Regions from separate parts of the Sus scrofa genome. Here all the other regions are linked to region 3. The links are chromatin contacts, called in public Hi-C and HiChIP or PLAC-seq maps. All regions are on one chromosome and are shown on one strand. Each heading gives the region's core, a stretch centred on a gene start, on an enhancer-like site or on the middle of the called end of the contact. The rest is flanking DNA. Distances are from core to core; before and after follow the strand shown.

What was found. Hi-C and Micro-C count contacts between places; a contact is called where the count stands out from the background. HiChIP or PLAC-seq counts read pairs in DNA pulled down with a chosen protein or histone mark.
Region 1: an H3K27ac HiChIP or PLAC-seq map of skeletal muscle shows a contact between it and region 3. The contact joins two enhancer-like sites. A contact is called at or near these places in 4 of 47 Hi-C or Micro-C datasets (embryonic fibroblasts, psoas muscle and skeletal muscle) and 1 of 2 datasets of contacts at active chromatin or transcription factors (skeletal muscle).
Region 2: a contact with region 3 is called in a Hi-C map of skeletal muscle, with 5 times the contacts expected there. The contact joins two enhancer-like sites. A contact is called at or near these places in 2 of 47 Hi-C or Micro-C datasets (both in skeletal muscle) and 1 of 2 datasets of contacts at active chromatin or transcription factors (skeletal muscle).

What each region holds. Positions count from the first base shown.
Region 1 is chr1:52,542,839-52,545,538 of Sscrofa11.1, reverse strand. All of the region lies in intron 1 of KCNQ5 (potassium voltage-gated channel subfamily KQT member 5), which reads right to left. Among named protein-coding and RNA genes, the nearest start is that of KCNQ5, 110 kb to the right of the region's middle. Within about 2 kb of position 1,403, at least 3 of the 83 cell types and tissues checked have an H3K27ac peak or open chromatin away from gene starts, as enhancers often do. A contact at or near this core is called in skeletal muscle, where this site is marked.
Region 2 is chr1:52,573,620-52,576,319 of Sscrofa11.1, reverse strand. All of the region lies in intron 1 of KCNQ5 (potassium voltage-gated channel subfamily KQT member 5), which reads right to left. Among named protein-coding and RNA genes, the nearest start is that of KCNQ5, 140 kb to the right of the region's middle. Within about 2 kb of position 1,444, at least 1 of the 83 cell types and tissues checked has an H3K27ac peak or open chromatin away from gene starts, as enhancers often do. A contact at or near this core is called in skeletal muscle, where this site is marked.
Region 3 is chr1:52,713,801-52,716,500 of Sscrofa11.1, reverse strand. All of the region lies in intron 1 of KCNQ5 (potassium voltage-gated channel subfamily KQT member 5), which reads right to left. Among named protein-coding and RNA genes, the nearest start is that of DPPA5, 270 kb to the left of the region's middle. Within about 2 kb of position 1,285, at least 1 of the 83 cell types and tissues checked has an H3K27ac peak or open chromatin away from gene starts, as enhancers often do. A contact at or near this core is called in skeletal muscle, where this site is marked.

The DNA of each region.
Region 1 (2,700 bases), core at 154-2,653, 170 kb after region 3:
CCACTGAAATTTGGGGCTTTGCTTTTCTTTTGTTAATACAGCAAAACGTGGCTTATCATGAGGGCTACAATAACAAAAACTCATACTGTATCCAGCACTTGATTTTTACTTCAGTTAGGACTTCTTGGTAAGATAGGAAGGGTTTAGATTAGAATTACCAGTTCACCAGAGAGAAGGCTGTGGTGTTTGTGACCTGGTTTGTGAAGGTCTGTGTTACTGACCTGGTAAAAATACAAACCCGAAAGCAGAATCCAGCTGTAGCACCCTTTTCTTTATAAGCTGCTTGTGATGGATACACAGTGAACACAAGCACAGTCCTAACAGATCCCTAATGGGATCTGGATGTTCAAAGGGCGTATGTTTATGGTAACACAATATTGGTATGGTCACTACCACAGAAGTTAATAAATTGAATTTGTGAAATTGCTGTTATGCTATTTTCCTCCATTATACTGTATAATGAAAAATGAAAATAAAATTGGCTTGTATTTATTTTATATTTCAGATTACGAAGCTGCATGGTAATGTTAGATTAAATTCCATTAAAATTCTATTAACATAATTAAATTACATTTTAATGACTAAAATCATGAAAAATAATGAAATACATTCTTTATGTTACGAAAGATTTTATTAATTAGATTTAATAACACTTGGACTCATCATCACTAGAGCAAAACTATAGCTTACTTATCTATTAATGCTTTTAAGTATATAGTGATACTTCTACTGCTACTTCATAGTTTGATTTTGAATTTTTCTAAGTAGTGAGTGACTGCTGCTACATTACCTGAAGGGAAGCTGCATTTTAGATCAAGTTACATCTAAAATGGTTAAAATGACCAAAGGTTTCGAAGAGTCCTGTGCAGAAGCTACAGAGAGGAGCCTTCAACATGGACAATTTTGAGATAAAAACTTTAGAGGCTTGTTTGATACTCCAGCTTTTGTTGACTGATACTTTTCTCCGAGACACAAGAATACTTAAGATTTCTTTCAGTTACACTGTAAGGGGCGTGAAAAGAAGCAGTAGCCCCCACTGCCTAGCTCTGAAAGACATCAGGGCAGATGTGGGAGAGATCAGACAACTTTGGTCTAACAGAGTCTCTCACAGGAATTCCAACTCAAGGGCAGAGTCTGAAAAGACCACCACTGCGGCTTGTTTCTGAACGTTGCTGTAGTGTTAAACTCCACTCACCTGCTCATCAAGAATAGTCAAGCTTTTAATAAAATTATTGAGGCAAGGTGTAATGGTTATTTCATTTTCTATGACAAATATTCATTTATATTAGTCACAAAAACCTATCACTGACCAACCATGAATACAAATAGCCATGAACTACCTGGAAATCTTGAGCAGATCACACTGAGAGAACTGAGGTTATTTATATCAGATGCTGTGAAGAAAGCTGATCTCCTGTAGGACAGCTGATAAAAATAGAAGGAGAAAGGGGAGCCGGGAAGTCACATGTGTCTACGTGAACAGATCAAGTCGAACTTTTGCAACCCTTATGAACTTTGAAAACTATTTCTAAGATTATATTAACAGGGCACTTATGTTATGAGGGACGTTTTAAGAGAAATACAAATTCTCTGGTGATCTTTGAATTGCCTTGCATTCATGTTCGAATGACCTATGACTAGAAAGGAAACTGAGGCTCTGTTGGGAGCCAGGCAGGTGTGGGCTGAATGGCAGGGCAAGGGCAGTGGCATGGGGATAAGATGGGGTGTGCGTGTGTGGGGGTGTGTGGCAGTTGGTATTGAGAGGTCCCTGAAATTTTAACCAGATCATAGCCTTCAGAGTTAGGGGAAAATGGAGTTGGGTTTGTCTGCCTCTCTAGCCTCTGCCAGATTTCCTATCCTTTCCCCATGCCCACTCTAGATATTCGCTTCAGCAAATTGTATTTGCTTGAGTTTGGTTTTTTCCTCATTGATCTTCCTGAACTCTGCAGTCTTCCTGAAGAGTTCTTAAATTCTTATTTGAGCTGCACAGGATAAGCCACATTTCCTCTCACTGTGTGGCTTTATAGTGCATGACAACCATAACCACATCTTCTAAGGTATGTTTTCCCATCTGAGAGACTGAGTGTCATTCACCCTTGAGATTCTCTCTTAGAGACTGCCTCTTGAAGGAGGTAAAATCTTGAAGAGTACCATCCTTCCAAATGAGATCCATTACTGGTGATCCATTACTATTAGAAAGGCCACAGAACAGGAAACTTCATGTAATTTTGTGGAACAGAAGACATTAACCTTGGAGAGCCCTCTGAGACCCATTTACCAGGCAACCTTACATTCAAGCTGAAGTCAGCTGAAGTTCAGTTCATTGCCAATTCAACTTCCTTGAACATCCCAACTCCTACCTCCCACCTTTAAGCAAAGGACCAACTCTTCAGTGGCTCTACCCAAACTGCCACCACAGACTCTCTTCCCTAACTTGCAGGGGACCAAGCCCAGCTTCACATTTCCAGCCCTTCTGGAAGCAAGCATGCTCTAAAATTACTCCTGACACAAGGTTCAAAACACTGCTAGCCTTGGGACACAACCTCCTTAATCATGAACAGAATCTCTGACATGACAGAATCCTAGAACAATTCTTAGGTCTCTCTCCCCAAAGATGCCCAATTCTGTCATCAATCCAGTCATAATTAGAGAAAAGGGGGATGGGTTGGACAAGGACACAAGGGCTGATGGGAGTCAGCA
Region 2 (2,700 bases), core at 195-2,694, 140 kb after region 3:
GATTGAATAAATTAATAGATGGGAGAGAAGAGACAGATCTCCCTTGTGGAAGAACTCAAATGTTTATCTACATGCTCCCAAGGGGGTGGGCCAGGCCCCCCACCCCATAAAGGTAGGCTGAGCATAGTGGCTTCCTTACAAAGAGGACAGTATGGAAAAAAGAGGAAAAAACTGATGATCACCACCCTAGATAGCGTATCAAGGTCAATGTCTTCACTGATAAGTCATATTGATAGTCTGTACCCTTAATGTGATTATACTTTTTTCATGCAGTCTTCCTCCAAAAACCTTTAACTCCACTCTATGAAAAAACATCACACAAGCCCAAATTGAGGGACATTCTACAAAACAGCTGACCAGTACTTCTCAAAACTCTCAAAGTCATCAAAAACAAGGGAAGTCTGAGCAACTGTCAGAGCCTGGTCCATGCATTCCACTCATCCTTGAGACCTGCTCTTGTCACTATGCCCTGCAGCTCTGACCTCCTGGCCAGGCCAAACCTGCATCCTGCAGTCTTTTCATCCCCATGCCTTTCCAGGAAGGTTGCCCACTCCTCCATCTGCTTCTTCTCTAGATGCTCAAGAACATCTTTCAGTGCATCACATTCCTCACCTTTCTTTGATATAATTCCTCTCCCATCTTCCACTCTACAGACCAAGAGTCCCTTGAAGGCTGAGAAGATTTCAGGTTTATTTATATACATCTGAATGCCTAAAGTAGTGTTTGGCACATTTATTGGCACAAACAAGGAAAGTCTGTGGAAGAATAAATGAATGAAGTAATTTTTTCTGTATCTGTACATTTATTTTAAAATAGTTTTTAGTGTGATTAAGAACTCTTAACCTGAGATCTACTCTCTATATCACATTTGGGTAAACTTCAGGCACAGAGTTCCATCAGGGCTTAATGTTACTAATATATGACTGTAAACACAAAGGAGCCCTAAAGTATCTGTTTTCAATTTATTCTACATAGAAGTACTGAATGGATCTTGATAATGGACAAGGAATTGTAATATATAAGACCACATGCAATATAGCACCTAAAAGTGTGAAAAATGGAATAGACCCACATATATGAATTTGGTTCCTTTCTACTTGGAATAATTATTGATTTCAAACTGAAATGTTCTTGATTTCAACATAATTTCAGGTCATCTCACTGTTTTTAAAAACAAAACTAATTTTCTTTGCACATTATAATTAGTTTATTCCTTTCAAAAATTGCAATAGTTTCATCATATCTCATTCCTTTCAAACCTCTGAAGTAAATCTATTTGTCATTCTTCTTCCTCAGACATCAAGTCATCATAGAAACTTCTCGAAAGCATCTGCTGATGCTTTATGTCTTTGGTACAAAAGCAGAAGAGTAGGTGATAAGCCTCCCCTGTCCTCTGTGGCAATTCCTTCCAGTCACTAGTGAGCTAGATCCACCCATCCTGCCTCTTTCCTCTCTTCCTGTTACATTTATTTTTGGACTATTGCTAATAGTGTGATTTCACCTGGTATTAACTACCAACATTTTCTGGAATTTATTTCCTCTGAAAAAAATTTTTCAATCAAACCAGACATTAAAATCTTTTTTTTTGGGGGGGGGGGTCTTTTTAGGGCCATACCTGCAGCATATGGAGGTTCCAGGCTAGCCAGGGAATTGGAACTGTAGCTGCCAGCCTACACCACAGCCACAGCAGTGCAGGATCCAAGAGCATCTGTAACCTACCACGTCTCACAGCAATGCCAGATCCTTAACCCACCGAGCAAGGCCAGGGATCAAATCCAGGTCCTCAGGGATACTAGTCGGGTTCGTTAACCACTGAATCATGATAAGAACTCCTAAAATCTATTTTTAAAACCATATACTCAATTTAACCTTCCTCAACCTGTGGCTTGAGATGGTATTGAGATGGCTTCCATGCTGCTGGGTCTGTTTACAATTTATAGAATAGTTTCTTTTATTGAATGTGGTTTTAAAACTTGATCTCCTCTGGGCAAGCCCTCTCCAGCAGGGTGTGATAGAAGGGATCACCTCTCAGTGCAATGCCTAAAAATAGGTCTGCTGACTTCCCACTTCAATCCAGGTAACAGCTGTTGAATCCTTTGCATTTCTGAAGTCTGTTGAGTTTTTTCCTTCTAGCTCCCTATCTTGAAACTAACCAAGAGAAAATTTCATCATTTGGCTTCTGGTCTTTTCTACACATGTTTTCAGACAAAGCTTTAAAGAAGTTTTTGAAGGTATAGAACTGCATTTTAGTGGGTTTTTTTCCCCCTTGCATATGTCATTGTAGGCAGTTTGCAATTACCACAACACATACATAATAGAGTTCTGTGCATTTCTGCCAGGCACTCTTAGTACATGATCAGTACAAGGGTCTCAACTCAGCCAAAAATGGAGTCTTCTAGAGAGCTTTAAAAAATTGGTGGTTAGAAGTTCCCATCATGGCGCAGTGGTTACCGAATCCGACTAGGAACCATGAGGTTGTAGGTTCGATCCCTGGCCTTGCTCAGTGGGTTAAGAATCCAGTGTAGGTTGCAGACGTGGCTCGGATCCTGCGTTGCTGTGTCTCTGGCATAGGCCGGTGGCCACATCTCTGATTGGATTCCTAGCCTGGGAATCTCCATATGCCGCGGGAGCAGCCCTAGAAAAGGCAAAAAGACCAAAAAAAAAAAAAATTGGTGGTTAAAACACACAGATACAGAGAAC
Region 3 (2,700 bases), core at 36-2,535:
TACATGGCTTTCCCGAATCTCCATTTTCAAGTGGTTAAATGGTGATTATGTATTTACTTCCAGAGTTGTTGTGAGAATTAAATGAGATTATGTATGTTAAATTTCCGAGTGTTCAATATATGTAAATTACCTTTCTCCCTGACATATCTTAGGGATAGATCATCAAAAATGCAGAATACAGAAACATTCATGCTCCCCCCTTAATTTTTAAGCTTATTAATTCCCCTTCAAATAAAATGACTTAAAAAGTGTATTGAATGATAACATTGTTATAATAATGAGTGGTTTTTCTTTGTCTAGTCAAGGGACATAATCTGATATAAAAAGCCTTCATTAATATATCATTTCATATGATATTGATAGCAGAATACGGAAAATTTTTTAAAAAGTGCAGGAGGAAACAACATAAGGGACTAAGAAGAGTGTCAAATTCTGTTCTCAGGAATCTAAAATCCTCAGCTTCTATTTTGGAACTCTGATGGCTTTTCTCCATGCTGTTATGGGGAAAATGGTTTGACTTAAAAGCCATCGACTCACGGCCAATGTAGAGAAACATGGCCAGTACATTCTTCTCCCATGGGATTCACTTAGGGGTGCAGTTCTCAGAGATCCCAAAATGCCTTTTCTTAAATGCATGGGGGAAAAGCCAGTGACACGGCCAACTGTGGCCTGTGTAATGCATCACCCTGCTAAACCAAATGCTGACTGATGGAAGATTTCAATTTTAGTTGTGGCACTGCTTCCAAGGATTAAAGGCTCAAGCTGGAATTGAGTCAATGACAAAATGATTTACTAGGAGGTAAGCTCTGTGATGGCCAGGACCCTATCGGTCGTGTTCTCCGCAGAATGCCATAGAATAGGTCCTGGAATACTGCTAAACATATAGTAGGTGCCTTATTTCTGATTATGGGTAGGAAAAAAATGAAAGAATAAACTATTTTTAAAAAACTGACTTTCACACTCTGGTGTATGAAATTATAGAAACCAAAAATGTGTAATGCCTTTTTAGTTTATGTTGACCCTAAGGTAATCTTACCAAATTCCATAAAACATAGCTAACAATGGCATAAAAAAAATGGAGTGGACTGTTACATATTTAATGCAATAAAAGAGACAACATATAGTGAAATAGGGTCTATAATTTTAAAAACCAGTAATAGTAATTAGTGCTCACTGAATCGACTAGACCACACAATGGTCTGAATTGTTTTATGTATATAATTTCACTAAGCAATAGTCCTACATAGATGTGTGGATCAAGCATTGTAGGGTAGTTAAGTGGCTGAGGACAGATTTAGAGGGTAAACAGCCTGCGTCTAAATTAGACCCTGGCATTTAGCTGCCTCTGGGCAAGCTGTTTTACTTCTTGGTTTCTCAGTTTCCTTATCTGTGAAAAGATGAAAATAACAGTGCCTATCTCACCTGGTTGTTGTGAGGATTACATGCATAATTGATCCTAGGTCAGAATGAGGCATGTAACATCTATCCACCATCTCTCTGTCTCTCTCTCTGCCTCTTTCTCTTTCTTGTTCTTTTCCTGTCTATCTGTCTTCCTGTCTGTCTCTCTCACTTGAACAGCACAATGCCTGGTGCAAAGAAGGATCTGGGTAAATTTTAGCTATCACTGTGTATTACTTTTATCTCCTTATTTTGCAGATGAGGAAACCGAGGCACTGAGAAGTAACTTGCTCAGGATCACACAGCAGGTAGGTATTAAAACAGTTTGGAATCCAGCCAGTGTAATGGTAGAGTTTCTGCCAAAGCATCCTTACTGAAAATGTAGTTAATTCACTCTTAGTAGTAAACTGCGCCTAGCATTTATTCAATGATTTTCAAATGACACTTTGACACTCTTTGACTAGCACATCATTTCAAAGATTTCTGATAAAGAAGTACAGGTGTTTCTGGAGTTTTGTTAAAAAAAAACATGCTATTATTAACAGCTGCCTTATTAATTTTAAGACTCAACACATTAGAGAATGATTGCTATTTTCTATAATTTAGTTTTCAAAAACTGGTAATAACTAAAAATAAACCTCATCTCAGTGAGATCAGCTTTATATTCACTTGACACTATAAGTCCCTCAATGTTCACACCCACCTGAGGTGATAGGCCCCCACAACAGTTGTAATTTAGGATGCAGATTCCATATGGTGCAAGGAGGTGGTGGGGTTATCTTAGTGTCTGTGGAAGAGATTGATGCTTTTGAAAACATTTGAACCACACTTTTAACTAGAAAAATAATAATAATGTGGAATGATAACATGTATTACAAACAATGCAGACTGTATTTAAGAGTAAAGGAGAAGATCATTTGTTTAAATGTCAAATTGCCTCTTTAGTCCCATTCATGGTATGATCATGAAAAAGACAAAAAAATCCACTAATTTCCAAATCGCCCCTCAGAGTAGTTTAACTTTTTTGTGTGTGTGTCTTTTTAGGGCCACAGCCACAGCATATGGAGGTTCCCAAGCTAGGGGTTGAATCAGAGCTGTAGCCGACAGCCTATGCCACAGCCACAGCAATGCCAGATCCGAGTCGTGTCTATGACCTACACCACAGCTCACAGCAATGTTGGATCCTTAACCCACTGAGTGAGGCCAGGGATCGAACCTGTGTCTTCATGGCTACTAGTCAGATTTGTTTGCGCTGAGCTACAATGGGAAGTCCCCAGAGTAGTTTAACTTCGTAAGTTTAAA